3 separate regions of the Sus scrofa genome follow, and regions 2 and 3 are each linked to region 1. The links are chromatin contacts, called in public Hi-C and HiChIP or PLAC-seq maps. All regions are on one chromosome and are shown on one strand. Each heading gives the region's core, a stretch centred on a gene start, on an enhancer-like site or on the middle of the called end of the contact. The rest is flanking DNA. Distances are from core to core; before and after follow the strand shown. Region 1 holds the start of PTPN2 (tyrosine-protein phosphatase non-receptor type 2). Region 2 overlaps PTPN2 (tyrosine-protein phosphatase non-receptor type 2). Region 3 holds the start of CEP192 (centrosomal protein of 192 kDa).

What was found. Hi-C and Micro-C count contacts between places; a contact is called where the count stands out from the background. HiChIP or PLAC-seq counts read pairs in DNA pulled down with a chosen protein or histone mark.
Region 2: an H3K27ac HiChIP or PLAC-seq map of alveolar macrophages shows a contact between it and region 1. The contact joins the enhancer-like site here to the promoter of PTPN2 in region 1. A contact is called at or near these places in 3 of 5 promoter capture datasets (fetal liver, fetal skeletal muscle and liver), 6 of 47 Hi-C or Micro-C datasets (alveolar macrophages, blood, fetal liver and 2 more) and 2 of 2 datasets of contacts at active chromatin or transcription factors (alveolar macrophages and skeletal muscle).
Region 3: a Hi-C map of embryonic fibroblasts shows a contact between it and region 1, with 1.8 times the contacts expected there. The contact joins the promoter of CEP192 here to the promoter of PTPN2 in region 1. A contact is called at or near these places in 1 of 5 promoter capture datasets (liver), 14 of 47 Hi-C or Micro-C datasets (alveolar macrophages, blood, embryonic fibroblasts and 7 more) and 2 of 2 datasets of contacts at active chromatin or transcription factors (alveolar macrophages and skeletal muscle).

What each region holds. Positions count from the first base shown.
Region 1 is chr6:96,768,412-96,771,593 of Sscrofa11.1, reverse strand. It overlaps PTPN2 (tyrosine-protein phosphatase non-receptor type 2), which reads right to left and starts at 1,730. Exons shown (of 9, transcript XM_021096023.1): 1 at 1,162-1,730. The coding sequence starts at 1,323.
Region 2 is chr6:96,811,643-96,814,824 of Sscrofa11.1, reverse strand. All of the region lies in intron 2 of PTPN2 (tyrosine-protein phosphatase non-receptor type 2), which reads right to left. Among named protein-coding and RNA genes, the nearest start is that of PTPN2, 43 kb to the right of the region's middle. Within about 2 kb of position 1,649, at least 39 of the 83 cell types and tissues checked have an H3K27ac peak or open chromatin away from gene starts, as enhancers often do. A contact at or near this core is called in alveolar macrophages, fetal liver, liver and 1 more, where this site is marked.
Region 3 is chr6:96,732,108-96,735,289 of Sscrofa11.1, reverse strand. CEP192 (centrosomal protein of 192 kDa) reads left to right here and starts at 1,490. Exons shown (of 54, transcript XM_021096019.1): 1 at 1,490-1,759. The coding sequence starts at 1,649.

The sequences.
Region 1 (3,182 bases), core at 481-2,980:
AAGGATCCCAAGCTGCTGCAGCTATGACACAGGTCCCAGCTCCCACCGGGCGCAGATTCGATTCCTGGTCCAGGAACTTCCATATGCCCAGGGGGCGGCCAAAAGAAAAAGAAAGAAAAAAAAAAGTCAAACTGCTTAATCAAAAATGTTAGCTGAATAAAGCTGCAACAGGCAGCTTTCTCTCTTCAAACATGAATTCTAATAAACCACTAACAATTTGGGGACAGGAGCCTCGGCTAAAACAAACAGAACTGCACAAGACATAGCTGGAAGGCTCCCACATAAAGCTTCCTACGAGAATTTGCATTTAAAACTTTCTATAGCTGGAAAAGTCCTTAAAGTTAATACCCAATTCTCCACACTCCAACCACGTGAATCAGGGTATTTATTACACTTCCTGCTAAAGTGTTCAAGAAGAAAACGTTACATCTCGAACACAAGAGAAACTGTCATCTAATTAAATGGGAAGGGGGAAAGTCCGGAATCACTGCGGTTTACAGGAAAGCCTTAATTCTGACGTTTCACTGTGCAGAGCGACCGCGGGAGCAGCATTAACTCACCAACCACTCAGTACGATCTTGGAAACAACGTGCTAATGATTAAACGGTGGAGAACAGACAACCGAGTCATTTTAAAAGAGCTTAACTCAAGTACACTTGGAAGTGAAATGCTCGGCAGGTAGCCTGAGAAGCCAACATAGAGCTCGTTCCCTCGCGGAAAGGACTGTAACCCAGGAGGGCCTGGGGAAACAAGCGCCCGGGCGGGGAACCCCTCACGTCGCGCGGAAGTCGGGATGGGGCACGGGGCGACCATTCTCGGCACCCCCTACCTCCCCGAGCTCCTCCCCGAACGCCGAGACAAACCGGGCGCGCCGCAACGCCCCTCCCCGCGAACCCCCGCCCCTGTCACCCCGAGCCCCGTCACCTCGGGCCCCGCCGCATCCCCGCCCACGCCCGCCACCGGCACCGCCCCCGGAGACGACTGCGCCTGCGCGCACGCCGGTACCCTGCTGCCCAGGCCCAGGCGGCGCACGCGCGTCCTGACGCGGCCCGCGCGCGGCCACTTCCGCCCCAGCGGGAGGCGGGGGAGGCGGCGGGCGCTGGCGGGCGCGAGCCGGGTCCTCGGAGGGGCAGGCGGCGGCTGCGTGAGCCCTCCACTCACCAGGTATAGCTGCTGCCAGCGATTCTGAGCGTCCAACTCCTCAAACTCCCGCTCGATGGCGGCCGACATGGCGGCGGGAGGGAGCTGGCGCGAGGGAGCCTGCGCCGGCGGAGAGGTTCGGGCCCCGCACGATCCGGGCAGCGCGCTGCCGCTGCCGCGCATGCGCGCTCCACGCCCGCCCCGCCCCCTCGCAGACCGGGGCGCGGGGAAAGTACCTGGTGCGTGACGTCAGCGCGCTGCTTGCGCCACGCGGGCGGGGCACCGGGGGAGGCGTGGTCCTGACGGCGCCCAGGTGGAGGGGGCGGGGCCGGGAGGAACCCCGGATATGCAGGCGAAGGACGCGGAAGGCGAGCTGCCGGGGTTCTGGGCCTCGTCGCTTGGCGAGTGTGCTGGGGAGACCTGTTTCCTCCTTGCCGTCCCATGTCTTTTTCCCTGTTAGTCTTAATTTTTAGAACAGCGTTGCTTGAACTGATTTTGGGGGAGGGGTTTATGCTTTTTAGGGCCTCACGTGCAGCATATGGAAGTTCCCAGGCTAGGGGTACAGTCAGAGCGCTGCTGCCAGCCACAACCAGGTCCAAGCCGCCTCTTCCACCTACACCACAGCTCATGGCAACTCCGGGTCCTTTACCCACTGAGGAAGGCCGGGGATCAAACCAGCATCCTCATGGGTACTAGTCCGAGTCTTCACTGCTGAGCCAGAACAGAAACTGCTGAACTTCATTTATTTATTTGTCTTTTTAGTGCCACTTGCTCTGCATATGGAGGTTTCCAAGCTAGGGTTTGAATTGGAGCTGTAGCTGCTGGCCTACACCACAGCCACAGCAATGCAGGATCCAAGCTGCATCTGTGGCCTATATCACAGCTCATGGCAATGCCGGATCCCTAACCCACTGAGCAAGGCCAGGGATGAAACCTGAGTCCTAATGAATACTAGTTGGGTTCATTTCCACTGAGCGACAATGGGAACTCCCTGAACTTTATTTTAAATGTCATCTAGGTCAGTTTAGACCCGTGTCCCACTTTCTCCTCTAGGAGGAAATAAACCAGACCTGAGGCCAGCTTCTGCGCAGCCTCGGGTTTTGTGCCAAATAAACCGCTATAGCAGAAGAGGTAACCTCTTCTGGAGGTTGGAGACTACACTTGTAAATGTTCCACAACTGAAAAGCTAGTGTTACCTCTGAAAAGGACAAATCATCTTTTACCAAACAAACTGCTGATGATGAAAATCATCTCACTTTATGTTAAGATAATCCATTGTTGGGAAGCTCACGTGCTTAGAACATCTTATATCACCTTCAGTAAGTAATGTGAAGGGTTAGAAGAACTTTAGCTGTGCATCCACTAAATAAAAGTTAAATTTAACCAAAGTTCCCATCGTGGTTCAGTGGGTTAAGAACCAAACTAGTATCCTTGATGTTGTGGGTTCATCCCTGGCCTTGTTCAGTGGGTTAAGGACCCCACATTGCTGTGAGCTGTGGTGTAGGTCACAGATGTGGCTCAGATCTGCTGTGGCTGTGGCGTAGACTGGCAGCTGCAGCTCCGATTCAATCTGTAGCTTGGGAACTTCCATATGCTGCAGATGCATCCCTAAAAAAAAAGTTAAATTTTAATTAAAGTGAAATGATAGAGTCCTCTGAGCTCTTTCTCAGCGAGGTCTGGGCTTTTGGAGTTCCCAGTTTCTCTCTGCATTGTCGAATTCCATTAGGAGTCCCCGAATCTCAGTATCTGAGCATTTACAGTTTAAATCAGGTTCCTCATCTTCTGCCGTCCCCCAAGTGACATCTGGCCCACCTTCAGCAAAAATCCTACTAGATCAGCTTGCCCAACCAACATCCCTCTCCCCTTTCTCTGTATAAACCAAGACTACTACAGGGTGTTCCCGAAGTGACGCAGCCAGTTATTAATCCCAGGTTGTCTTTGGATCAGTGCGGGTTTGACCCTGCAGAGGAACTTCAAATGGAGTCCTTGGGAAGTTGCATGTCCCCAGAGATAGACTTGAGTGTAGTTTCAGCTTTTCCAGA
Region 2 (3,182 bases), core at 400-2,899, 43 kb before region 1:
AACTTGAATTCCACATATGATCGTCAGAGGCACATCACTGAATTATAAACTAAACTCACATCTGATGTCTAAGTGGACAACACGTTCTATTAAAAACTGCTCCCCCTGAGCAAATAACAACCATTCTCTCCCCCACTTTTAAACTAAAAAGACTGTTCACATTATCTCTATATGAAAGCAAATGTTAAATGGCTTTAGTTTCACATGTCAATTTAGCTTCAGTTTCACACAACAATTTATCTGAGATGTTTCTGCAGGATTGAACCCAAGACCTCTGTAAATATTACATGCCATTTGCCAACAGGAAAAGGGAAGATCTTGTTATAGTAAATTACTGATACTAGTGTTCTCGGAAAGATGATGTCAACACTTAAAAAAAAAAAGTCACTTCTTTTTAATAGTCTGATTACCCTTTAACTGTTATATTATGGGAGAAAGTAGAAAGGTCAGCTACATAATTAAAATAAAGACCATCTACCTTCTAGATAACACATATCAAGAGAATAACATGTGCTTTTAAAATGCTACAGCCTCCCTAAAATTCAAGTCCCACTAAAATATAATGCCAAAGGAATGTATTTCCTCATGTTGTAATCACAAAAAAAACACAAACCCCAAAGATTAATCATGTCTATTGCACAAGTGAAAAAAGCAATTTGGCAAAAGAAGCAAGAATGCATAAGCACCAGGCAGGTTCCCTTCCATAGCCCTTGGAATTGGGGCTTATCTGGCAGGTCCTCCAGACCCTTCCATGGCAGTGGAGGAAATAGGCCTGGGCAGAGACAGAGGTGCCCTCTAAAGGGTACCAACACCCTGCCCTCTGAACTCACTGTTCTTTTCCCTCCGGTGTGAACATGGACCCCAGGTGTCACTATGGTTCATAAAAAACACCAATCACACACCCACATAAGTACAGAGCCATTCCTTGGAGCCCCAGCGCTGACCAGTGAGGAGCAGGGTGCTACCCTAAAGGCACCCCTACGAAAGGAAGGTAATCCTTGGGAAAGCGGTAGCTACTCAGGACTGGCTAAGAAATGTTTGCTCAACCTATATTTTTAACTCAGGACTGACTGATTTTTTTAAAAAAAACTCTCCGATACACCTACACCATTTTAATTCTTCCATTAAGATTAATAAAAAATGAAAAGTAGGTAACTCTTTGATTAAGAAGAGAATCTTAATCTGTGTAGAGAAAAAACTGAGTTTCTTGTATTAAATAAAACATATCCCTTTAAAACTATATACAAATACCTGCAAGTGACACAGGTCCCCTTAAACCTGAGGGTCTCCTCCCCCAGGTCACAGCTGGTCTGTGCGAAGTCTGAAGGGTTCACTCCAAATCAAACTTTCAACTTCCGAATTAGGAAAAACCCAGAAAGCCACATGCTTGCTCCTCTCCCAGAGGAGTTAATTCTGCATAGGAACCTCTGAGATGAGTGTCAAGATGTCAGAGCCCCCTAAGCTCTGGGTCCCCAGTCGCAGCACCCGCAACCTTCCTTAGGGGACGGCCATCTCCCTGCCCTGTCTTCAAAGGGTCCACAGAGGGAGAAAGTGACAGGGATTCTCACTTTGCCACACAACAGGCCACTAAAGCAAACAGACCACACTGCACAGGAAACCTAATTGCTCAACAACCACCAGCGGCAGAACGCAGGGATGAGCGCTTCCTCCTGCCAGGGAGGTGGCAGCCTGGGGAGGCGGCGGCCTCAGAGGGGCCAGCTCCCTCGGCCCCGCCCTCTCGGGCTGTTTTCTGAGAAACGGCGGCATCTGTCAAGAAATGACTGGCTCGAACCACAGCCGTAGCTGACAACAGAGCTGAGCAGCCTTTTCAACACTGTCACAATGAGCTTTTTTTAAACACCACCCCCCGCAACTGGCTTCACCTTTTATCATTATTACAAAGATATCTTCTGGAAAGTCCGTCAGGTCAAATAGGAAGGGTTCACATTTACTGGAGAGAGATCAGGATTAACAGAAGCTGGGAAGAAGTTCGACCATCAGAACAGCACAGACTCTGCCCCCACCCCCGCCCCCAATCTCCACAGAGGACAGTGGCCTGCAGCATGGATTTCCATGGTACACAGCACTTCCCTGCCAGGAACACAGCACGTGCGACAGCTGTGTCAACCTTCCTCGACCCTCCAAGGAGAAGGCGTGAGGCACCAAAAACATGAATTTTCTCTTGTAAATCAAGTGCTAAACCAAAAGCGGTGCTGGAACTAAAGCCAGGTCCCCATAAGCACTAAGTGCCATGTGACAAGGGAACAGATGAGCATCAGACAGAGTGTCAACACTGCAGTTGAGAAAAAGCCACCTGCCACAGGATCCTTCACTGCCGACATAACCACCATGTCATTCTCGGCTGAAGGACACAGCTGGCTGGTCACTGTTCCACCCCGACACCTGTGCAATGTTCTGCTCATCTTACTGACACTCGTGAGCCAAGGTCATGCCCTGGAAAAGCAGGGACAGCAAGGCCACCACTTGGCCCGGCCCTGTCTTCATCACTGCGCACACCGCTCTCATGGGGGACCTGCCTGTGACTTCCTTTCTCTGCTGGGTGCCAACCTCCCTGCACCCTCCATGGTCTGCTCCTGACCTTTACCACCTCCAACACTCAGCACACAAGTCCCACAAGCCGGACAAGAGGACAATATGACACTAAAAAGCTTTGTTCAAAGCTTTTTAAAAGAAAAGAATCCTATCAAGCAATGAACTTCACTGCCCCAGGAGCCAGGGAGCAGGCCAATGGGGAGGAGGAAGGCACACTTGGGCTGGGGGTGGGCAGGGGCCCTGAGGGATGTGCAAGGCACCACAACCACCCCCAAGCACATGAGAGTTTCCAGGAGAGAAGAGCAGCAGGACAGTGGGCAGACTGGACAGAGGAGGATAACCTACCCACTGAGAGCTCAACCAGGGGTCCCTCAGAGGTAGAGGAGACCGAGTGGCCACCAAGCCTCTCCCAGAGCACATGTCACCAGGCTGGCTACTTGGAGCACACAGTGGATTCAACCTTCTCCAAACAAGAGGTCAGCTGTCTGCAGACATCTGTCTCTCTCAGCCAATCATGATTTCAAGTTCCTAAACTTGACAGGACAGTTAGCTAACTAAATCCTGCTTACATATCCCCAAAATGACTCTACCCCGAGAGTCTCTGAGATGGAGAGAAGACCTGGAAAGTG
Region 3 (3,182 bases), core at 241-2,740, 36 kb after region 1:
ACATCTTTTGTTTTGTCCACTAACTTTCCAAAGAGGAAAGGAGGAATATCAAGACATGTCATACAGGTGAAGGGGGAGGTGCATGTAGCCTTGCACACATTTTACAGAAGTTTGCTGCTGGTCTTGTGAAGGTTACTACTAGTCACAGACATTAGTCATCATGAATGAATTTCAGTGTTTTTCTAGATATGAGAAGATGCAATAATTGGGCTCATAAAACCTTCCCCTAAAAATATCTAATAGTCTGAAGATCTGTTCATCCACTTTTCCCAGAGCGCAGAAGCCTCAGTCCTGGTCTCCACCCTGAGCTTAGGTCAGGGGGTACTGTGGGTGGGCAGCTGCAATAGAGGCTGATGGCAAGTGCTAAACTTCAGTTAACAAGCTCCTGTAAATCCATAGGACTTTCATAGACAGTACTTTCTTTGGAAATGAGTGCCTTTGAACTTATAAGTTATAATAGTTCTTAGTACTCATACCTGCAACTCAGGGATTTGGGGCTTTGCCTCTTGAAACGCCAATAGAAACTGACCATTTTTAGTGGTGGGGGGCAGGCACGTGAAGGCACTTCCAGCAAGACCAAGCATTCCCCACCTCCCGGTGGGGGCATCTCCCAGACAGCAGTCCGGCCTCCCTGCCGCAGCCAGACGCACGCCCGTCTGCGCTGCCCACTCTGGTGTGCACCCCCCTGACCCGCTCCAAGCACCGCGTCAGCGAACAGGGGCAGAGGATATTGAGTCAGGACAGAGGCCTGCTGACAGCAGTCTTAACCTTTGCATCCTCCCCAATTTCTACACATCGACAGTCAGTTAACTTTCTTCAGATGGTGGCGGGAGTCCCAAGAGGCCAAGGGACCCCGTGAGCTCAAAGGGCGGGGAAGAGTGAGGCCTCCGAGGGGAAGGACAGGCTCAGGAGGGTCCCGCTGATTGTGACGAGCCCGGGGCGTGACAGCGAAGCGTAACGGCCTAGGGCGTGGCCTCGCGGAATAGGCGGAGCCGAGGCGGGGCGGGCCTCGTAGGGTTGCTCGACCTTGGGCTGGATCTCTTGGGGTACGAAGGACTGGGGCGTGGCCTTACGGGGCTCTGTTGGGCTGAGCGCGGGGGCACACGGAGTTATGGTGGGCAGGGCGTGCCCTCACGGGGCTTGACGGCCGGGGGGAGGGGTGGGGCGGGCCCCCAGGGGTTTGACGGACATGGGGCGGGGCCCGCGGAGTGTAACAGGCGGGGCGGGTGTGTGGCCTCGCGGGGTAGGGAGGGCCGGGGCAGGGAAGGTCTGAGGATTATGAGGCTGGGGGGCGGGGCCTGGAAGGGAGTCTCACGGACTGGGGCGGGGCCTCGCGGGGTATATAAGGGGTTGGGGGGCGTGGCCTCGCCGGGTATGGATGGCTGGGGGCGGAGCTCGCGGGGTATGACGGGCCGAGGCGGGCCCTCGCAGGGTGTGATAGGGTAGGGGTGGGACCCCTCGGGTATGACGGGCTGGGGCGGGGCCTCGCAGGGAATGACGGGCCGGGGGTGGGGCGCCGCGCAGCCCGGGGCGCGCAAGCAGCACGCGGGAAGCACCGCTGCGCGCGCCCTGGCCCCTGGTCCCAGTGGGCTGCGGTCCGCGCGCAGCCGCGCCTCCCTCTCGGAGGCGGGAGGAGCCTGCCGCAGCCATGTTTGTGGCGCGCAGCATCGCGGCGGACCACAAGGATCTCATCCACGATGTGTCTTTCGACTTCCATGGGCGGCGGATGGCCACCTGCTCCAGCGACCAGAGCGTCAAGGTGCGCGCGGGGCCGAGCCCGGAAGTGGGGCAGGAGCGTGCGGGGCCCGCCATTGGAGCGGAGAGGCGCGTGGAGAGTTCGGTCCTCCCGATGTGAGGCGTACTCCTGGGCACGAGGCCTGGAGGTCGGCCGGTGGGCAGCCTCTGTCTTCCCCCCGGGTATTGTGGGATCACCGTCGCCCGAGGCCGCAGGGGGCGCGTGCTTGTACGCATCACGGCGGCGTGCGCGCCCCCGCGTGGGGGACGCCGGGCGCGCGGGTCAGCCCTTCTCGGTGGGAGCGCTGTGGCTGGCCCGTACCCGGGCCCTGGGTCCCAGAGTCGCCATCCGCGCCGTTTGGGTTTGTCCTCGCGGCGTCCCCGCCCTTCCGCAGACAGGCCGCGCGGTGAGAGCTCGCTCCTCCGGCTGTCGAGTTGGCTTGCGAGGGGCTGGCCCTCCGCCCTCCGTTTGGGTATAGCGTTAATGTCTGTTAACAGAACAGGTTTCCTTACCCGCTGAGTACTCGGTCTTCTAGTAGCTTTGTGCGCCAGCAGTGTTGCAGTGAAAATCATCATTAACTTAGCTTGTTGTATTTCTCCGGTGATTGCCTTAGGCACATTCCAGTAGAGAAATGAGTGCATCTTTTAAAAGCTTTTGAGAATAATCTGTAGATTGCCTTGTTGGGCTTGTATTACAACCGACGTAGAAGAGTATTGTGTTATTATCGTCCATGTCGGGCATCATCAGTGCAGTTCAAATTTTTGTTGTTTTGTTGTAGTGAGTACATATAACAAAATTCTCAACCACTTTTAAGTATACAGTCCAGTGGTATTAAGTACGTTCATATCTTTGTGCTACCGTCACCATCATCCATCTCCAGAACCTTTTGATTTGGCACTGTGCCCATTAAACATTCACTCAAAAGTCCCCCTGCCCTTGGCACCCACCTATCTGCTTTTTGTCTCTGAATTTGACTCCTCTGGGGACTCCTATAAGTGGAATCTTAAAATATTTATCTTTTTTGTGACTGCCTGATTTCACTTAGCATAATGTTTTGAAGTTTATACATGTAGCATGTATCATGATTGCTTTCCTGTAAAGGAAATATTTAAGTTAAACTTAAAAATTTTCAAAGGCTTATTGTTGGAGTTCCCACTGTGGTACAGAGGGTTAAGGATCTGGCATTGCCACACCTGTGGATTGGATTTGACCCCTGGCCTGGCTGGAACTGCCATCTGCCCCAGACACAGCCGAAAAAGGGGGGCGGGTGCTGAATGTTGTACACACCACGTTTTACTTATCACTCATCTGTTAGTGGAGATGGGTTTCCTCTACATTTTAGTTGTGAATAATGAATGCTGCTATGAATGTGGGTAAACAAACACCTCTTCAAGATCCTGTTTTCAGCACTTTTGGGTGTAGATTCAGAAGTGGAATTGCAGGATCA